7 separate regions of the Mus musculus genome follow, and all the other regions are linked to region 3. Evidence: chromatin contacts called from public HiChIP or PLAC-seq, Micro-C and promoter capture Hi-C data. All regions are on one chromosome and are shown on one strand. Each heading gives the region's core, a stretch centred on a gene start, on an enhancer-like site or on the middle of the called end of the contact. The rest is flanking DNA. Distances are from core to core; before and after follow the strand shown.

Region 1 (2,738 bases), core at 59-2,558, 590 kb after region 3:
CCCACCCCAGCACTACTGCCCCAGCAGCCTTCTAGCTCCTCTCTTCCCCATGGGATAGGACGTGTTAACAGACAGAGCGCTAGTCACACATGTATTCGGTAAGAGCCACTTGCAGAAGGAGAAGGAAGATTCCTATGGCGTCACTGGAAAGTCAGCAGTGAGCAGGTGGGTGATGATCAGGACCGTAACAGTTAACAGAGCAGGCCAGCCTAACTCTCTGGACATTAACATATCGTGGAGCAAGTAACTGAGACGCTACGCTCCCACTCATTATCACCTCAGGGTTCTGGACCTTCCAGAACAGAAATGAAATCTATAAGGTGTTTTCCACATTTCAAATAACCTAGCACAAAGTAAAAAAATCAACACTTGCCTAAGTAAAGAGGTAAAGCTACACAGGTCTGCCTCCTTCAGTTAGATTGTCAAGAATGGTACAAGTCTGCATCCCCAGCTACCTGAGAGGAAGCAGGGAAGACCTAGGGTTTGAGGCTAGCCTGGGCCACACAGTGAGACCTGTCTCCATACAAAGTGTCAAATTTCTTGCTTTCAGGATTGTGATTACAAACTGGCAATTTATATGTGATTACTACAATATAAGATCTGAAGTTGTCACTAGGATTTAATTTTTCCTAAACATAAAAGAATCACTGTAGGAGACTAACAAAGGGAACACTTTACTGGAGAAGTGTCAGCCAGGCAGAGTGCATACCTGCCGTCCTCCGTCCTCCCTGCCTTTCCTACACGGATTTATTTCTACATCACCACTATACGGCATTTTAAAAATATCTTCTGAATATGCCCACTTGGGCCACTCCCAAGGTCTTCTCTCACAACATAGAAGGGAAAACGGAAAAACTGGAATGAAAGAGGGGTACAGACAACGGGGATGGGGATCAGTTTCTCTTTGATCCTTCTCTTTCCATAATGCCAAGATTCTAGCCTTGAGCAACAAGGCTAGGGAAAGAGGAAAGGAGGAAGGAACAGACTGGCCGGCTGGCCACACAGCCGAACAGCAGCCGAGCAGGGGCCGAGCAGGGGCCTGGGCTTCCCAGAGTGCCCACGGCCTGAGGAAGAAGACCTGGCAGGGACTGCGAGGAGCAGACTGAGGGCTCAGCACCGGGAAAAGAGCAGCTAGTGGAGAGGCAAAAGGGTGGGCGGCACACTGTGTTTATGAGGTGCAAACCCTCACTCACATGGGGACCTGAAGGGGGGAGGGGCAGCAGGCAGAGAGGAGCTTCCAGCACAGATTCCGGGTTACTAAGTGGTGCCAGCTACACAAACAGCCGGGTTTATACATCAACGTGAAAGAACACTGATGTCACCTCATGCTTGTCAACCCACCCACTCTCTCCAGAGCCATCTTTAAAACTGCAAGAGAACTTCACTTCTTAGCAAAATAAATGCACTCACCTAAAAAACACAGGCTGGTCACTAAATGAAGTTTCCTCAGCAGAGACGTCCTCCTCCAGTCCATTACCACCCTCCGCTGAATTGGCACGATGGTTCGGGGAAGCTTGTTTTGGCCCAGGAAAAGAAACGACTAGATTTGGCTCCTTTGAGGTACTCAAATGCCTTGGCAAACTGCAGGTGACATCAGCTCCAGGAGACTTTGTAACTGAAAACACAAGGGGCTTTTCAAGTTAGCTCTGCTCCTGTTGAGCACCATAGCAATTGATGCTGGTGAGGCTGCACACTGCACTTGACTGATGAGTTCCCTGAAGCTGTTACATTAACATGTGTGTACTGACTCAAAAAACTGTGCTTGGAACATGAGCTTTGAGCTTTTCCTAGCAGTGTGCAGGCCTGTCCTCTGGTGGTGCTGGGTGGCCACGGCTCTTCAGTCAGCAGTCACTCCACAATGGCGTGCGCTGACCAAGTACTACGTGGCTTCAGGTACTAGGTTCACTTCTGAGTGACTTCCTACTTAGGGCAGAACCCTCAGACTGTGTGTGTCAAGTACCTTCTGGATCTGGAGTCAGTAGAAGCTCCACTTCTGTAGAAAGACTTGTGAAGAAATCCTTGAGGAAGAACAAGGCGTCCTGGAATGGAGACAAGTCACTTTAACTGACAGGACGGCGTCTGAGGTCTCTGTCCCTGTCATTCACCTCACAAAGCAGTCATTGCACCTGTCGGTGGCATTTCTACCACTCTGCCTCTGCTGCACTCATTCTTGTTCTACACACACACACACACACACACACACACACACACATAATCCCTTTATTTTTTACAACCATGAAAACATTTACAACATTGCAAAATAGAGAAACAAAAAACCAGCTAGGCCTGGGCAGGGCATGGTAGTATACATTATAGGCCTTTAGTGCCAACACTCAGAGCACTGGTCCACAGGAAAGCCACCTGGTCTCTATCACTCGTTCCAGGATAAGCAAAGCTACTCAGGTCCTGTCTCAAAACAAGAACAGAAACAAAACTAAACATAAACGTGGGGAAAGGATTTAAAGATCAAAGTGCCTTTTGCTCTTTGCACCAGCAGTGGTGGCATCAGTGCTAAGAGCAGTGCACACCCTGTGCGCTCACCTTGTGCCACTGAACTCCATGGGACTCACTTCCTCTTTAACCACACTCCGTTACCTTAAGCCAGCTTCCTTACTGAACACGATACCGAAGTGGGAATTTAAAGCTGGTGAGGCGGCAGACGCTTACACCTCCAGCAGGCAGGCAGCAGAAGCAGAGGACTGACAAGAGCCCAAGAACAGCCTCAGGGACACAGCAGG
Region 2 (2,700 bases), core at 166-2,665, 980 kb after region 3:
ACGAGATGTGTGAATCTTGAGGCTTCTCTGCTGACAAATAGTCATCGAGAGCTCACCTTGTGCCTGCGTTTCCATCGGCGTGTGTACAGAAAGCAGATGCCGTGAGAGGATTTGTTGAGGAGGGTTTATGTTCCAGGAGGCTGTTTAGAGAGGTGTGGGGTCTGAGCCACACAGGATGAAACAGTAACCTGTGACTCGGGGGCAGCCAGTGTGTTACTAGCTCTAGTCCTAACAACACAATCATCATGGCATGTTCTCATTGCAGACTTGTGGAAAGCCCAGCTGAAGTGACCCTTAGCTAAGGGACTTAGCTGTTCGTGTATGTGTGTGTGATCGTCGTTAGGTGACTTTCCTTTTTTTCTTCCATTCTCAGGCTCCATCATGGATCAAACTCAGCAGAAGTCTGGGAGCAGTGGGCATGCAGTACAGCTGTTTTGTGGATCTGCTCTATGGGGCAGACGGCAAAATAGGAAAGAAATTGGAGCAGGTGTGGGTACCTGGGACGGTGAATTCAAGATATGAAGATCAATGCTGAACTGCACACTGGGCAACAACTCAGATTTCGTAGGGACTAAAGCTCATACAGTGTTTTAAGATCCACCTTAAGAAACAACACAGGCAAGCCGAGTGTGGTGGCGCACGCCTTTAATCCCTGAACTTTGGAGGCAGAGGCAGGCGCATTTCTGAGTTCAAGGCTAGTCTGGTCTACAAAGTGAGTTCCAGAACAGCCAGGGCTACACAGAGAAACCCTGTCTCGAAACTGCCCCCCCTCCAAAAAAAAAAAAAAAAAAGAAAGAAAAGAAACAACACAGGCTAGGAGTGTTGGCTCACATTTTTAACTCAGCTGTTGTTAGTAAACCAAAAATTAAAAAAAAAAAATCAAATTGGTAAAACAATAGCAATAACAAGAACAGCACCGAACCCAAGGCCTTTTCTAGGGCTTCAGAAGCTGCAGATCCAAAGTGCAGCTTGAAGCTCATTCTTCCAACCTCTAGGAAGGAGATGGTGAAACAAAGAAAACTGATGTTTGACAAAAGTAGCTCAAATACTGCGGTGGGTTAAGTAAACACCGAGACGCGCTTCGGATATTTGAAATGAGTCTCTTTGTCTAACCGTTTAATAAATCAAGCAACAGTGAGTACTGGTTATATTTATTTCGGTTCTTAAGGCTTTGAGAGCCACAGTAACATGTAAAACAGCAAGCGGGCTGCAAACCACACTTCCCAGAAGCCCTTGTGCTCAGAGGAACACGCCCCCATCTCGCCTCTTGGAGGTTCAAAGACTACAATTCCCAGCATGGAGCAAGCGTAAGGACCACAATTCCCGGCATGTCCGGAGAGGTGACAGGGAAGCGCGGTCTTCCTCTTTCCCCGCCTCCCCCGCCGTTCGCAGCCAACGGGAAGGCTCTGTACTACGGGGTGTGGAGGGGACGGCGCCGTGGGTAGGTCGCGAGTCTAGGGAAGCGGCGGGAAGTTCGTACTACGCTGTGGACCGCGAGTTGGCCGCTCTGGGTAGGGAGCCGTGGGGTGGTGGCGGGACTATAGGTCCGGTGTTGCTTCAGGGCGGCGCCGCGGCTGGGTCCGGCCTGCCCGGGAATCCTCGCTTCTCTGCCCGATCGCGGAGCTGCCGGAAGCCCGGTTCTAGAAGGCCGCCCGAAGCCTAGCCGGGACCAGGGTGGCGGGGACGGGGACGGGGACGGGGACCTGGACCGGCCGAGCCTGCCACTTCCTTAGCACTGGTGAGGTGAGGCCTCGGGGCACAGCCGCGGCCGGCAGCTTCTCGTTTCCTTCCAAGCTTGCTCCTCAGGTCTCCACCGCCGGTGACCGGGCTCCCGGTGCAGTGTCTTCAGAGGCAGCAAACAGGTCTGCAGCCCAGCGCCAAAGTTTGTTTCCGACCGTTTCCAGGCTAGGTCGCCTTAGATGTAGAACTGCGCCAGAGTCCTTGAGAGATGGGGACACACGCCAGTCCTGGTCGGGTTACCCGTTTATTCTTTTGTCGTTGACGTTAACCATTCTTTACGTCTGCGTGTGTTCTTCCTTTCCGTCCCTCATCGCTTTTGGAGCAATTTGGAAACGCGATTTTGCCTTTGGGAAGGTGGTGGTTAAACTTAGCGGGTCGTTGAAGAGCTTCGTTGCTTTCCTTTTTTAAAAAAAGAAACAAAAAAACAAAACGAAACTAGAATTGACCATCTATTGAGTCTGGAATTCAAAACAGTGAAAAAAGATGTAGATCAGCATTTTATCATCATTATTATTTTGGATTTTCAAGACAGCTTGCTTGCTTGCTTCCTTCCTTCCTTCCTCCTTCCTTCCTTTTCTCTTTCTTTCTTTCTTTTTTTTTTTTTTTTCTGTGTAGCCTTGGCTGTTCTGGAACTTGCTCTGTAGACCAGGCTGGCCTTGAACTCAACAAGAGATCCTCCTGCCTCTGCCTACTGAGTGCTGGGACTAGACTTGCGCCACCCCCACCCCGGCTTAAGAGTTCAGGGGAAAGGCATGTCACTTTTTTTGTGACATGTCGATTATACTGTTTGGGGAAATTTAATTTACAGTTCTGACTGGAATTAAGCATCTGGGCAATTAAGATAATGTTCATCTACCTGGAAAAAGGAATGTAAGTGGACATCACTAAAAATGGCTTTCCCCGTTGTGCTACCACAGATGGCAGACACTGCAGCGCTGCCTTGCTGATGGAGACCGAGCT
Region 3 (2,700 bases), core at 93-2,592:
GTTGTCTGCTTTCTCTGCAAGTCTGGTGTGCTCTAGGGTACCGCTAACCCAGCGCAGGGCCAAGACTGCAGATTAGATAGTGGGCTGCGGAGGCCTGCTGGCCAGGATCTGGATCTGCGTACTACCGGCGGGAGAACTGACCACACCCGGGGCTCTGTTCTAGGGGGAAGTCCATGTAAAAAAACGACGCGCCTGCCCACTCTTCTGCACCATCCCCAGCAGATGTGCAAGCAAGCACTCTACCCTGGGGCCATCATCATCTACACCGGAATTCACTAAGAGAATACTCTCTTTTATTACTGTCTGTGTGCATGTGACGGGGTGGAACTCTGGACGTCGCTTACACTAGGAAAACGACTTCCTACTGAGCTACATCCTCACCCTCCGTTTTCCCTCTTAAAAAGGGTCCTGCTGTACGGCCCGGGCTGACTCGGGCTTATTTAGAACTCCTGAGTTCAACTGATCCTCCTGCCTCAGCCTCTTAAGAGGCAAGGCAACGTTGCAGACAATGGCCACAGGGCCCGGCAACCCACCAATTCCCTTGTTCTTTCAATCCTTCCCGACCCCAGTAGTCACCGAGACCCCAAAGCCAGCCGTCCCACGGCTAGAGCACTTTACACGTTTCTACGAGAAGAGCATCATTCTAGAGGCCAGGGAGAGGGCTCAGCGTGCCAAGGGACTTACCCTGCAAGCTAGAGTTCCATCCCCGGACCCTTTATAAAAGTCGTCTTCTGAAGATGCATGCACGCAGATCATACATACACAATACTTATAGTTTTATGCTAAAAAAAAAAAAAACCTCATTCTGGAGGAAGAATCCCACGGGAGGCCGCAGGACACGGCTTGGATGTCCATGTGCATGGCGGGTCGGAGGCTGGAGCCCCGGGCAGACCAGGACACGCCAGGTTCGCGGCTGGCCTCAGCCGGTGAGGCATGGAAGGCCACCTCCTCTCTGGTGCACGCCATCGCAGGACTACCGGCCGCGTTACCGTAGCAATCACCGCAAAAGGAACCGGAAGCTGCGTCTGGACGTGACTCCTTCCCGGCGTGCCGCGGGCGGCAGAAGCCCCGCCTCGCGCCTGCCCTATCATCTTGGCGTATCCGGCCAGGCCTCGAACGCCCGCACGAGGAAAGCCGGCTTCCTCTAGTCACGCCTCTTCATGCCCTTCACCGACGGACGTCCGATTTGTCCAATCAACACGCAAAGCGGTCGTCCTCGCTCACTAGCAAGCCTGTAGGACGCGGCTCCCAGGGAAGGCCCACCCTACGGTGTAAGCGATGTGATTGGTGGAATTGAGCCAGTATTGTCCAATCACGAGACTCATCCCAGAGCTTGTCCAATGAGAGCCTCTGGTGGGCCGGCCGGACACCACGGGCTCTGTAAGCCCTGGAGTGGCCGCAGAGGCGGTGGACAGCGAGCGGGCATGAGCGCGTCCCTGAGCCGGGCGGCGGCGGCTCTGCTGCGCTGGGGGCGAAGCGCTGGTGGCGGTGGCCTGCCCGGAGCCGGCGTGCGGGCGGCGAGCTCGGGCGGCCAGGCGGAGCAGCTGGACGCGCTGGTGAAGAAGGACAAGGTGGTGGTGTTCCTCAAGGGGACGCCCGAGCAGCCCCAGTGCGGCTTCAGCAACGCCGTGGTGCAGATTCTGCGGCTGCACGGTGTTCGCGACTATGCGGCCTACAACGTGCTGGACGACCCGGAGCTGAGGCAAGGTCAGGCCCGTGGGATCCGATTGCGAGGGCGCGGTGAACTTGAGCAGATCCCGAGGAGCAAGGGCCTTCCCTGGTTGTGTAGCCACATGGGCGGAGGGTTCGCCTCGGCCCACCTCGGGGCGAGATGTTTCTGACTGCATAGGAGAGGGGGTAGTCGGCATCATGATCCCCTCTGAGCAGGTCGACTGGGGAGTGGCTGGCTGAGAGGGGGACTCACTGCGAATACCCTTGGGGACAATTTGAGGGCTTGGAAGCCAGCAGCGTACTTGCTAGGTGAGGGACTGATGCTACTACGTATGTAGGGAAGAGGTTTCAGGCTTGCCTGTGTGTGCCTAACGAGGTCAGAGGCTGACTAATAATGTTTAAGGCCCCGAGGGTCAGGGACTGTCTTCTTGCTGGAGAGAAGGTTTCACCATAGTCTAGCCGGACTCACGTTGGGAAAGACACGAAGTTTGTTTTTTAGATACTGTAGCATCAAAGAACAGTGTGTGGAGACTAAGACATGGTAGAGGCTCAGCGGAAAGAGGAAGCCACTAAGAAAACTTCTGACCCCCGACCAGATTAGCAAACTGCGGCCAGGTTGGGCCCAAAGGGCAGAGAGCAGAACAGCTTTTTACTGGCCCCAAGGCAAAGCGACTGCGTCCTGACGTCTAGTTGGAATCCTTTATACACAGTACCAGGCAGGCGCCTTTCTCTCCGTCTTGTGCTTGCTGTGAGCGAGGAAGAGAAAGGCCAGGGATTTGGTTCTGATTCTTGGCAAGAATCGGTCAAGGTGGGCCGGGTAATGGGAAAGCTGCCCCCTCCCCGCACCCTGCTCCTCCTTCAGTGGAATCCGGGGAACCCTGTATTCAAGTAGCCCCCCCCCCCCCATCTTACTGATTTAGTGCTCTGGGTTGGTCACTGTGCTGAGAGGAGACTTGTCTGTGTTAGAATGGAGTATGCAACATTTGCAATTACTGATTATAGTTGTTCGTCGTATGGTCATTCTTCTTG
Region 4 (2,795 bases), core at 227-2,726, 960 kb before region 3:
TTCTGTACAGGATTGATCTGCCTGAGGCTTACCCAGGAGGCCAGCCAAGAGTTTCAGAATGAGAGCATTTGCCCACAGGGTTTGGCGAGTACTTTGTGCCCGCTCTCGCCTTCTGTGGCGATCTATACTTTTATGTTTACATAGCTTCATAGATTCGCCTTCTGTGGTGATTCAAAAAGGCAGTGTTTGTCATTGTCTCTGGCCGCTGAACACTCAGTTTCCAGTAGGTGGCGCTGTTTGTTGGGGGTTTGATGAAGCAGCCATGCTGGAAGTCTGTCTCTGAGGGAGGCTTCTCTCCAATCCCAGGTCACTTTCTTTGCGTCATGCTTGTGGTTGAAGGTATAATCTATCAGTTTCCTGTTCCTGCTGCCACACTTCCCTGCCATAATGAACCCTTATGCCCCTGGAACCTTAAGCCAACATAAATTCCTTCTTATGTAAAATGTCTTGGTTATGGAATTTTATTATGGCATCAGAAAAATACTGAATATCCCCTTGCTGATTTTGTCTTTACTATCTATTCACTTTATTCTCAGAGGGAGGGTAAAATCACACTCAAGCTAAGGATTGACCATCTCATCGGGGACTGTCTGCTACTCCAGCAACTGTGCCTCTCTTAGAAACCCCCCCCCCACACACACACACACACACAGAGAGAGAGAGAGAGAGAGAGAGAGAGAGAGAGAGAGAGAGAGAGAGAGAGAGAGCATTGTATGGGGACACTGGCACTCTCTCATCAAAGCTGAGCATCCCCAAACTAGGATAGGTTGCTGGCATGGCATATAGTCAAGCGAAGACTAACAGAGACTCATGTCAGAATATAGCAGTGTAGCTTCAAATGACACAAATGGAGTGGAATAGTACCGCCTCCACACAGTTCTTTATCATTACACTGTAACATGTTGCTTTGCACCACATGGTGGGACTCGTGGTTACGAGTATGTAGCAGAGGATGGCCTAGTTGATCATCAATGGGAGGAGAGTCCCGTGGTCCTGTGAAGGTTCTATGCCTCAGGATAGGGGAATGCCAGGGGAAAGAATTGGGAGTGGGTTGGTTGGGGACCAGGGGGAGGGGATAGGGGATTTTCGGAGGGGAAACTAGGAAAGGGGCTAACATTTGAAATGTAAATAAAGAAGGTAGCTAGTTAAAAAAAAAAAAGAAGGAGAAGAAGAAGTTTAAATCAGGAAGTGGCTCTCCCAGTCAGTCTTTCTGACACCCAGGTCACCGTTTTCTGACACTCGCAGTGTCTTGGCCTAGGTTCCACAATGAAACAATTCAGAGACGTGTGATTTATTAGAAAGGTCCCCACTCTCCAATCTGTCCCTTCCAGTATTCTGGTCATCTGCTCCAGAATCTGAAAAGCAGCTGCGTTTTCCACTCTCAGTTTTTATCTATGGCAAGCATTACTAGACAACCCCAGAGTAGCCAGAGCTAGACATTACTAGACAACCCCAGAGTAGCCAGAGCTCCAGGCAGTCATCCAAACAGCCAGTCAGAAGACTGTAGCTGGGGAGACAAACGTGCTACTGTCTGCCTCAGGGTTTGTTTCATCATCCAATCGGTAGACTATGGCATCTCTTTCTGCCCCAGGAAAGTGGGTTCTGAGATTCTGAGCTCAGGCTTTGTGGTGGAAAACAGCCCACACTCCTCTGGTGTCGCCACCTGCCAGCAGAGTGTCCCCCACACCCTTCTTGTCTCTAAGGAGGAAGCTCTGGGTCTAGCCTTTGAGAGCCATTATACAATTTTAAAAGGACTAACAGTGAATCCCTTATCCGTACTGTCATCTCTTCTTCCCTGTGGTATGAGTTTAAATAGAGTTTTTCTTTCTTTCTTCCTCCCTCCCTCTCTTCCTCCTTCCCTCCTTCCCTCCTTCCCCCCTCTTTCTTTCTTTCTTTCTTTCTTTCTTTCTTTCTTTCTTTCTTTCTTTCTTTCTTTCTTTCTTTCTTTCTTTCTTTCTTCCTTCCTTCCTTCCTTCCTTCCTTCCTTCCTTCCTTCCTTCCTTCCTTCCTTCCTTCCTTCCTTCCTTCCTTCCTTTCTTTCTTTCTTTCTTTCTTTCTTTCTTTCTTTCTTTCTTTCTTTCTTTCTTTCTTTCTTTCTTTCTTTTTCTTCCCAAGACAGATTTTCCCTGTATAACCCTGGCTGTTCTGAAACTTTCCCTGTAGACCAAGCTGCTGGCCTCAAACTGAAAGATCCCCTTCTGCAGTGCTGGGATCAAAGCTGTATACCACTCTGCCTGGCTTGATTAGAGTTTCTTGCTGAGCAAGGGCAAGAGGTCTTTGCTGGAACCAAGGGCAACTTACCAGTGACTACATCACTGAAGAAAATGGCACCCCTTCTCCTCATAACTGTTAATTTATGATTCCTCATGCCTTCTTCTCAATCCATGATGAGCTGTTGGGGCCCAATCTTATAGAGATCTGCAGACAGCCACACGAGTTATGGACGTGATGGCTATGCTATGTCAGGGAGACTTCTTTTTGCGGCCTGTCCCTCTGTCCCCCGGGTCTTACATACTGCCCACTGTCTCTTCCTCGGGGCTGCCTGACTCTGGGAGAGGGTGATGGATGTCTTATTACTGATGATGACCATAGGTTACAGTTCTCCATCAAGTGCTTCCTGCTGAAGTAAGGAGGTTCTCTGGTGAAGACTATGCTCTGCACTAATCTGTGCTCATAAACACGGTGTCTGGAGGGCAGTTTGATAACACGACCACTAAGTAAAACGATGGTAGCAGGTTCCCCTACAGAGCCCATGACTTCCCAGACGAAGGCTTTTGACCATGTTCATTAATGAC
Region 5 (2,700 bases), core at 168-2,667, 990 kb before region 3:
AATGCTTCTCTGGTTAATAGCAGTTGGCTAGAGAAGTCAGTAATAACCAGAATACATGGAGTAAAGACAATCTATTCTCTGGGCAGAGATTTAGACTCATTCACTTTGGAAGAGGAGGTCCCACGTCCACCTCTCTCCTAACAGTGCCACCTCTTTCCTCCTTGACAAAGCCACTGGCCATCTAGCCCTTCTCCAGCCAGTGAGACCAATGCATATGGCTGCTTCTGACGAGTTTCCACCCATGCTGTCTTGAGCTTTAAGCAACCACAGAGCTCGCCGTCCTGTGGGGGACATCCCAGGTTGGCTGCCTACATCAAGCACCTTTCTTTCCATACCCAAAGGACCCTGTGCTCTCTGGGGCCTCAGCTTCCCTCAGATCCTTCCTGGAGTTTGTCAGGATGCAACACTTGGATCTGTCTAGAGCTCTCTGGAGCTGAGAGATTCCAAAGACCCTTCCCAGAGATGTAACAAAGTACTTCAAGAGAGGAGCCAAGACATCCTGGATACACTTTAGGACTCACCTGTTTTAAGGGACTGATGATGTTTTAAGATAAAATTATCTAGAGGCAATGAACATGACATTATTTTTCAAAGCAAGTTGAGAACTAAATGGAAAGACATCTGCCCCACAAGAGAACTCTAACGCTCATTTCTTGGAGAACAGAGGCCGGAATGGCTTTCCTTATTAATTTGTCCTGCAGAATTTCCTTTGCATTCTTTTCAAACATAGTTTTTAAGTGCTGAATGTAATATCAACAACACTCAGGAGGCCAAGAGAGAAGGGTAGCCTGGGCTATATATTAAAACCTTGAGAGAGAGAGAGAGAGAGAGAGAGAGAGAGAGAGAGAGAGAGAGAGAGTTTTCCCCCATGAACTTGTAAGTTGATAGATACTTCCTGGCTCAGCAGCTCAACTGGAAGGAAGCAAACAGCCACAGAGGCCAACTGCGGCAAGCAGAGGGCAGCGAGGACGGCCTTGCTTCTGAAGAGCTCCCTTCTCTCCCTTTCCCCACCCTGTGCAGTTTTCTTCTAAAAATTTCTCAGAAGTAAGTATCCATGGAAACGAACCGAGCCCCCACTGTACCTGCCCGGCACACCCCCAGGGGCTGCTCTTACACACATTAGAAATCCTCCACATTTCTAGAGAGTACAGTGCCCTTCAGCCTTTTATCCTGGAGTTGTCCTCGTGAGCTATAGACTAGAAACTCTACATCTTTCCAGAAGGGGTTGCATACTCACAGTGGGTCCAGGCGCCATCCACAGGGCCAAACGGGCCTGCCTGGTTTGTTTTATTATTTATACCTCCAGGGCCTCCTGAAGAGGCAGAGTGTGGCCAATTGAAGCTGCTGGAGTCAGTCAATGGGCTTCCAGGAGCCGTGGCCACACCACTTCCCCTGAAGGATCCTCCTCATCTCCCACCTCTGGAGCCTAACCACAGCAAGGAGATATGTGCAGACCACGCCCCCTGGGCGGGAGCTACCTCAACGCAGGCCACTCATACCTTTTGCAACTTTCTTTCTATTTTTTTTTTTTTAAGTTTCTCAATCACTGTCTGGAGATTGGGAGAGTCAACAGGGGGACCCGCCTTTGATGATATTGAAATGTCAACCCCTCAGTCACCTTTGTCCTCCATTTTAAGGGATGAGAGCGTTCGGGTAGAGGGTCATTCCTTCACCTTATCTTTGCCTTCACTCTTTTGTTTGTTTGTTTGTTTGTTTGTTTTTTGTTTTTGTTTTTTCAAGATAGGGTTTCTCTGTGTAGCCCTGGCTGTCCTCGAACTCACTTTGTAGACCAGGCTGGCCTCGAACTCAGAAATCCGCCTGCCTCTGCCTCCCAAGTGCTGGGATTAAAGGCATGCGACACCACCGCCCGACGCCTTCACTCTTTATTTAGCTATGCTTCATGTTAGTCATCAGCTCTGACCTCTGACCCGTGACGATCCTTTAGAGGAGTGGTCTGAGAATGGATGAGCAGATAAACAGACCCGTCCATCGTTCCTGTTGGAGTGACGAACCAAAGACCTCAATGGCTGATCTTGACTGTCAAGTCGATGGGATGTAGACTCACCATGGAAACAGATCTGTGCAGGGCATTGCTTTAGATTCATTCAGGTGAGAAGATCCACCCTAAGTGTGGACCATAAGCCTTTAGTGGACTGAGGTCCTAGACTGAAGGAAAGGAGAGACTGAACGAGGCTCCAGTGTTCATCTTCCCGTTTCCATGGAAGCAGCTGCCTCCCGTTGTTGTGGCTGCTCTTTCACCATGGATGGGACCCTCAGACTGTGAGCCAGAATAAACACTTCCTTCCTTAAGCTGTTCTTGTCAGGTTCCCTGTCACAGCAATGAGACAAAGTCTAACAGGAAAGTCTAACAGTCTATCAGTCTATCAGTCTAACTGATGTGCCAGTGTTTGGAGTCACTTCAGAAAGTGACTTTGTGTTTCTGTCACATATTTGATGACATGATGCTTGGGCTTTGTTCCTCTTTGGTTTTTCTGCATTTCCCAGATTACATATTCCTTGGGAGTTAAATTATAGATGTTTAAAAATAAAATAATAAAATTCTTCTTCCTACTGTTTTCACTTCCAGAGTCAGACGAGATGATGTCGGCACCTTCCAAAACCAGTGGTCCTGGTTAGGAAAAGCAGTAGCCCCACAGGTCAATTTTCAATTCTACTAATGAGCTACGGTGTACAGCAGAC
Region 6 (2,700 bases), core at 113-2,612, 670 kb after region 3:
TAAAAGGCACCACACACAGTTGGTAGTAACATGCATGCACAGGAAAGAACTAATGGAATGATACAGCAGTTGCTATAATATAATCAATATAATCAATATAACCAATAGGCACACAATGGCTCAGCAGTCAAGAGCACTGGCTGCTCTTGCAGAAGACCTGAGAGTGGTGCCTCATAGCTCTCTGTTATTCCAGTTCCAGGGATCCAACGTCTCTTTTGGTCTTGGATGCCACCAGGAAAACATGTGACACAGAGACATTCATGCAGGCAAACACACGTACACATAAAAATAAATATTTAATTTCTATATATGCATGCATATTTGCATAAAATACGTTCATGTATTTAGATTTAACAAGTTAGTGTTTAAAACTATTTCAGTGCAGTCGGACCCTTCCAACAAAACAAGCCGGTTGTTTCATAACACACCACAACTTTTGATGAAAACAAAATACACATTGTTTATTGCATTAATGTATTTGTGGAAGAGGGGTGTGTGTGCCAGGGCACATGTGTAGAGGACAGCTTGCTGGAGCCCGGTCTCTTTGGGACAGAGGGATGGAACTCACGTTGTAAGGCTTGATGGCACCTCCTTCACCCTCCGAGCAAGAGGTGGTTTATTTCAGCAACTGCACGAGTATTCTCATTTGTAAAGAAGACCCAGAGCTTAAACGGTCTGAGTGTAAACTTCATGATTGTGTGTGAATTCCTGGTCACAAAGTCCCTCCAGGCACCTCCACCAAATCCCCAGGCAGGGTGGTAAGGGGGGAGGGGGCATCTGAAAATGCTTAGGAAAGACAATCTGGGAAGAAAAATCTCAATTGAGAAGATGCCTCCATAAGAATGGCTTACAGGCATGTGTATGGGGCATTTTCTTCATTGATAGAAGACCCAGATCACCGTGAGCATCCTGCCCTTGATCCTGAGTTCTCTTAAGAAAGCAGACCGAGCAAGCCCGTAAGCCACGTTCCTCCAAGGTCTTTGCTTCCGTTCCTGCCTCCAGCCAGGTTCATGCCTTCTGCCCTGGCTTCCCTGGATGATGGGTCTACAACCTGTTAGTTTTGGTCTGGTACTCTCACAGCAATAGAAAGCAAACTAGTCAAACCCCTAAGCCAGTAGAACCCTGTGCACCAAGCAGCTACTGGGCAGTACAGGCTGTGGTGGTGGGCTCTCACGCTGTGGTCCTTGACCCCAAAACTCGTGACATCTGCTTTTCTTTACAGTAGAGAAATTGTTTACCCAAGCAGAGCGTCCTACAGGAGATGTGCCGAAGGCAGTTAGACAGTTCTCCAGGGAGATCAGCCCCGCCCTTTAGGACACGCCCCGGCCAGACCCGTGCCACGCCCCCAACGGACCCTCCCCCAGAGCTGCACCCTATCCAGAGCCCTCACCACAGGACACGCCCCGCCCAAAAGCAAGCCACACCCCTCCGAGAGTCCGAGCCTCGCCTCAGGGAGCCTGACCCTTTCAGCCTTCCAAAGCCCAGCCTCTCCTCCTTAGCAACCGACAGGACTCTTTCACCTTAGCAACTACTACAGCTTCCACCATGGCTGAAGAGGAAGTTCCTGCGACCACCGAAAAAGTTCTGAAGATACAGAGGGTATTCATAAACCATCTGGACACCTATAGCAGCGGAAACATAGGAAAGGTGAGCGGTGACCCGAGCCAAACTGGCCCTCAACCCTCAGTGTGTGTCCCTGATCTATCTCCACAGCAAAGGCCTGCATCACTGGCTGTTAGGAGCCTCCCCGGGGGAAGAAGATTCCAATCCTAGCACATCAGTGCCTCCAGGACCTGTCCCTAAGCAGGCTTGACCCATGTTCCTTCCTAATAACGCAGGTGTTTTGGCTATGGTGAAAATGAGGCTCAAGAGAGGAAAGGGCTTGCACAAATCATAGGTATTATGGGCGGGACCTGGAGCACACAACGCGTAAGTCCCGCCATTATGTCATCCAGGAAACATCCATCTAGCGTTTTTAAGCATCTGTTTTGTGCTAGGCACAATTTCTGACCAGGTCCCATTAAGCTTCCTTACTTCCAGGAAAGTTATGGAGATGACTTAGCAGGAGACCTTACTTGAGACACAAGTGTGAGGACCTGAGGTCTGACCCCCATCATCTATGGAGAAAGTGAGCAAGTAGTATTCTACCTCTAGCGTAAACACACACACACACACTCACACACACACACACACACACACACACACACACATGATCCCAAGAGAGAACCTAGGAGCTGTCATTCTAAATTGTTCATCCAAAGACAGTCATGTTTTAGGGGCTGGAGACCCAGGTTCAATTCCCAGCACTCATATGGCAGTCCAGATTGTCTGTAACTCCAGTCCAAGATGATCTGATGCCTCTTTTTTGGCTTCTGGCGGCACACTGCATGCACATGGCACACACACACACACACACACGCCCTCACAAACACACACACATGCACATAAAATAAAAATAAATCTTAGCACACACCTGCAGAGGCCCTGCCATTGAGGACTCTGGATCCGTTGGGTTGAGGAATCTGCCAGCTTGTGGGAAGTCAAAGGTAATGAGGTACCCTCACCCTCGCTGCACTGCTAATTAAGTAGCAGAGGGGATTAGAACTCAGGCTTCCTGCCTCCCAAGATGGTTAAAAATGAGTGTGGAAACAAACCCCCTAGTGACTCATTAAAGCAAATCACCAGATGACCAGTTGTGGC
Region 7 (2,795 bases), core at 268-2,767, 700 kb after region 3:
GACCTCATGTCAGCGATCCAGAAAAAAACAAAACAACAACAACGACAACGAACAGTGCCAACCACACTCATTGCACAAAGCTCTCTAGTTTGTCAGTGTTTTGCTGAGACACCCAGGCTGGTCTGCCCACTTTATGGGCCCAAGTAATCCTCCAAGCTTAGCCTCCAGAGCAGCTTCATTAGGCACTTACCACTGAGGCCAGCTTGGTCACCACGAAGTGTCACCAAGACCACAATGACTTCATCTCCGGGCAGAATAGAGCATTTATGTCAATTAAAACCCTCGTACTGAGACCTGGTACAGGGTCCGGGGCCATAGCTGAGTTGCTAGATTGCTTGCCCAACATGCACAAAGCCCTCGGTTTGATCCTCAGCCCCACATAAGCTAGGGGTGGTGGCACACAGCTGTGACTCTAGCACTCACCAAGCAGAAGTCATCCTCTGCTACATAATGAGTGCAAGGCTAGCCTGGGCTACGTGAGACCCTGTTTCAAAACAAACCAAGCAAACCCCCACCGGATCCTGAGCTTCACAGTCATGTGAGCCCTGTGATAGGTGACTGAAAGGTGACTGAAGATCCTTCTAGAAGGACCTGTTTTCACAGCTTCCCTTCCCCTCGGGGCCAACGTAGAGTTCACAGGTGTTGTCACAAGGAACAGCTCTGCCTTAATTTAGTTCTTCATTCCCATTAAATGTCAGTGGTGGCTGGGAACATTTCTGTATTTCATGCAGTTTTTTCTTCTCCAATAAGGGACCCTGTCTCAGCCCTAAGCAGTGTCTAACTAAAGAGCCCAGAAAAGACTGCAGAGTCAAGCCGGGCGTGGTGGCACACGCCTTTAATCCCAGCACTCGGGAGGCAGAGGCAGGCGGATTTCTGAGTTCGAGGCCAGCCTGGTCTACAAAGTGAGTTCCAGGACAGCCAGGGCTACACAGAGAAACCCTGTCTCGAAAAACCAAAAAAAAAAAAAAAAAAAAAAAAAAAAAGACTGCAGAGTCTGTAACGGTGTCCGTTTAACTTACTAAGTCTGCTTCAATATAACTAATGTTATATCCTTCCTCTCCCTCGCTCTCTCCACCCCCCCTTCTCTGTATTTTATCCATTTAGGCCAAAAAGTTCGCAACTTATGTAGTCGCCTCAGGACTTCAGTATGGAGCAGAAGGAGGCATCTTACACACGTTTTTTAAGGTCTGGTTTTTTCCAAGGACTAAGTAGACTCTACTTTCTTCATTTTTAATTTCACTTTCAAGTTAGGTTACAAAGTAGCCACTTCCTCACCCCATGTCCCTGCCTTCAACCTCACTCGGGGCCTGAGACTCTGGGGATTCTTTGTTGGCATTTATTTGATTTATTATTATTACTACTACTACTATATACATGTATATTATGTGTATGCTGGGGCCTGCACACGCCTCAGCTCCAATACACGAGTCAGAGGACAGCTTGGTGGAGTCCCTGTTGGAAAGTGTTTACCTGCTGAGCCATCTGTCAGCCCACTGTGTGCATTCTCCAACTGTGTTTTATAAGGCAGGGGGTGCCAGCCTGCAAAGGCAGGACTGAGAGAGACTGAGATCAGCCTAGAAGACAATGGTAAAACTCTGTCTCAGAGAACAAAGAGAAAGGAGGGGGAGGGGGAGGGGAGGTGGGGAGGGGAGGGGAAAGGGAGAAGAGGGAGGGGAGGGGAGGGGAGGTGGGGAGGGGAGGGGAAGGGGAGAGGAGGGAGGGGATGAGAGGGTTGGGTTCAGTCCTCAGTGGGTGATGGTAGGAGAACCAAGTCACACTTGTACTTTGACACATACCGCTACACACACTCGCTCCCTCACATAGTAAGAACTTTAAATTTAAAGAGAAAGTTCATAAACATATCTGGCTGTCTTTTCACAGCTATGCTTTAAGGAAAGGTGAAAATTTAAAAAAAAAAAATGATAAAAAAGAAAGTCGAGGAGGGAGGAGATCAAGCCTGTATCTCTGGTAAGACCAGTCAGCATGAGGAGTCAGTCAGCGTGAGGAGTCAGTCAGCGTGAGGAGTCAGTCAGCATGAGGAGTCAGTCAGCGTGAGGAGTCAGTCAGCGTGAGGAGTCAGTCAGCATGAGGAGTCAGTCAGCGTGAGGAGTCGGCATGAGGTCTGAGCGTGAGGAAGGCATCTAAACCATGGGCACCACTGTGCCACCTGGAGAGTCCACACACAGGAGGACTGAGAACTGGGACCCACAGGATCTGGAGGATACGGGAAATGGGAGGGAGACCCAGGAGGGACAAAGAGAAATGGCAGGCAGTGTTGCCAATGGTGACCAGGAAGAGTCTATCAGAAACAAACAAACAAAACAAAACAAAAAACCCCATAAAAAACGGAGTTGCCTGTAGGGTCAAATACTGCAGATTGTTAAGATGAGATCTAAGCGTTGACAATTAGATTTTTTTTATGGGGCTGACTGTATTAAAGTCTGAGAGAAGGGGACCCAAGAGGGACAACTAGAGGCCAGGCATGCGCGTGCGCGGTGGCGCTTCTGGAGCCCCCTGAGAAACACATGCTGGGGCAAACGCCCCCTGCCCGTCTCTTTCAGATGGCCTGGCTGGGCGAGGTCCCCGCACTACCCGTGTTTGGAGATGGGACCAATTGCATTCCGGCCATTCATGTTGTTGACCTCGCAGGGTAAGAGGCCTCCCTGATGTGTGGCGTGTCCCGGAAGTGTGTCTGATGAAGCATTCATTATCCACCCCATGTCTCCACACTTCTGATCACGAGTGTAGCTTCATCACTTAGAGACCCTGTCAGCCGAGAAACAGCCCTGGGAAAG

Evidence for each region. Promoter capture Hi-C pulls out the DNA fragments that hold promoters and counts their contacts. A called contact is a pair of places that touch in the nucleus more often than the background predicts. HiChIP or PLAC-seq counts read pairs in DNA pulled down with a chosen protein or histone mark.
Region 1: a promoter capture Hi-C map of hippocampal neurons shows a contact between it and region 3, with 4 times the contacts expected there. The contact joins the enhancer-like site here to the promoter of Glrx5 in region 3. A contact is called at or near these places in 2 of 39 promoter capture datasets (embryonic stem cells and hippocampal neurons), 5 of 484 Hi-C or Micro-C datasets (the G1E-ER4 cell line, adipose-derived mesenchymal stem cells, cortical neurons and 2 more) and 12 of 115 datasets of contacts at active chromatin or transcription factors (astrocytes, embryonic forebrain, embryonic midbrain and 6 more).
Region 2: a contact with region 3 is called in a promoter capture Hi-C map of pre-B cells, with 6 times the contacts expected there. The contact joins the promoter of Vrk1 here to the promoter of Glrx5 in region 3. A contact is called at or near these places in 4 of 39 promoter capture datasets (the C10 cell line, hematopoietic stem and progenitor cells, liver and 1 more), 5 of 484 Hi-C or Micro-C datasets (the G1E-ER4 cell line, neutrophils and pre-B cells), 3 of 115 datasets of contacts at active chromatin or transcription factors (bone marrow-derived macrophages, extraembryonic endoderm stem cells and large pre-B cells) and 1 of 9 other capture datasets (liver).
Region 4: a contact with region 3 is called in a Micro-C map of the HL-1 cell line, with 2.6 times the contacts expected there. The contact joins the enhancer-like site here to the promoter of Glrx5 in region 3. A contact is called at or near these places in 3 of 39 promoter capture datasets (the 3T3-L1 cell line, hippocampal neurons and pre-B cells), 1 of 484 Hi-C or Micro-C datasets (the HL-1 cell line) and 1 of 115 datasets of contacts at active chromatin or transcription factors (memory CD8 T cells).
Region 5: a contact with region 3 is called in an H3K4me3 HiChIP or PLAC-seq map of bone marrow-derived macrophages, with 6 times the contacts expected there. The contact joins the promoter of Serpina12 here to the promoter of Glrx5 in region 3. A contact is called at or near these places in 1 of 39 promoter capture datasets (hippocampal neurons) and 2 of 115 datasets of contacts at active chromatin or transcription factors (bone marrow-derived macrophages and memory CD8 T cells).
Region 6: a contact with region 3 is called in a promoter capture Hi-C map of embryonic stem cells, with 2.7 times the contacts expected there. The contact joins the promoter of Ak7 here to the promoter of Glrx5 in region 3. A contact is called at or near these places in 6 of 39 promoter capture datasets (the C10 cell line, embryonic stem cells, hippocampal neurons and 3 more) and 6 of 115 datasets of contacts at active chromatin or transcription factors (bone marrow-derived macrophages, craniofacial prominence, epiblast stem cells and 3 more).
Region 7: a promoter capture Hi-C map of embryonic stem cells shows a contact between it and region 3, with 3 times the contacts expected there. The contact joins the enhancer-like site here to the promoter of Glrx5 in region 3. A contact is called at or near these places in 4 of 39 promoter capture datasets (embryonic stem cells, hippocampal neurons, liver and 1 more), 1 of 15 datasets of contacts at CTCF or cohesin (large pre-B cells), 7 of 484 Hi-C or Micro-C datasets (the G1E-ER4 cell line, cortical neurons and embryonic stem cells), 7 of 115 datasets of contacts at active chromatin or transcription factors (embryonic stem cells, epiblast stem cells, extraembryonic endoderm stem cells and 2 more) and 1 of 9 other capture datasets (embryonic stem cells).

Annotation. Positions count from the first base shown.
Region 1 is chr12:105,624,768-105,627,505 of GRCm38.p6, forward strand. Atg2b (autophagy related 2B) reads right to left here. Exons shown (of 42, transcript NM_029654.4): 35 at 1,961-2,039; 36 at 1,411-1,615. Among named protein-coding and RNA genes, the nearest start is that of Bdkrb1, 22 kb to the left of the region's middle. Within about 2 kb of position 1,309, at least 11 of the 459 cell types and tissues checked have an H3K27ac peak or open chromatin away from gene starts, as enhancers often do. A contact at or near this core is called in hippocampal neurons, where this site is marked.
Region 2 is chr12:106,008,848-106,011,547 of GRCm38.p6, forward strand. It overlaps Vrk1 (vaccinia related kinase 1), which reads left to right and starts at 1,416. Exons shown (of 14, transcript NM_001029843.2): 1 at 1,416-1,511.
Region 3 is chr12:105,031,276-105,033,975 of GRCm38.p6, forward strand. It overlaps Glrx5 (glutaredoxin 5), which reads left to right and starts at 1,343. Exons shown (of 2, transcript NM_028419.3): 1 at 1,343-1,707. The coding sequence starts at 1,425. It overlaps Snhg10 (small nucleolar RNA host gene 10), which reads right to left and starts at 1,004. Exons shown (of 2, transcript NR_003145.3): 1 at 685-1,004. It overlaps Gm46374 (a long non-coding RNA gene), which reads right to left. Exons shown (of 3, transcript XR_003950254.1): 2 at 2,584-2,700; 3 at 1,703-2,417. It also overlaps Scarna13.
Region 4 is chr12:104,066,230-104,069,024 of GRCm38.p6, forward strand. No RefSeq gene overlaps it. Among named protein-coding and RNA genes, the nearest start is that of Serpina12, 23 kb to the left of the region's middle. Within about 2 kb of position 1,477, at least 158 of the 459 cell types and tissues checked have an H3K27ac peak or open chromatin away from gene starts, as enhancers often do. A contact at or near this core is called in the HL-1 cell line and memory CD8 T cells, where this site is marked.
Region 5 is chr12:104,043,026-104,045,725 of GRCm38.p6, forward strand. Serpina12 (serine (or cysteine) peptidase inhibitor, clade A (alpha-1 antiproteinase, antitrypsin), member 12) reads right to left here and starts at 1,418. Exons shown (of 5, transcript NM_026535.2): 1 at 1,238-1,418.
Region 6 is chr12:105,704,620-105,707,319 of GRCm38.p6, forward strand. Ak7 (adenylate kinase 7) reads left to right here and starts at 1,363. Exons shown (of 18, transcript NM_030187.1): 1 at 1,363-1,647. The coding sequence starts at 1,546.
Region 7 is chr12:105,732,329-105,735,123 of GRCm38.p6, forward strand. Ak7 (adenylate kinase 7) reads left to right here. Exons shown (of 18, transcript NM_030187.1): 6 at 1,105-1,185; 7 at 2,562-2,650. Among named protein-coding and RNA genes, the nearest start is that of Ak7, 28 kb to the left of the region's middle. Within about 2 kb of position 1,518, at least 43 of the 459 cell types and tissues checked have an H3K27ac peak or open chromatin away from gene starts, as enhancers often do. A contact at or near this core is called in embryonic stem cells and extraembryonic endoderm stem cells, where this site is marked.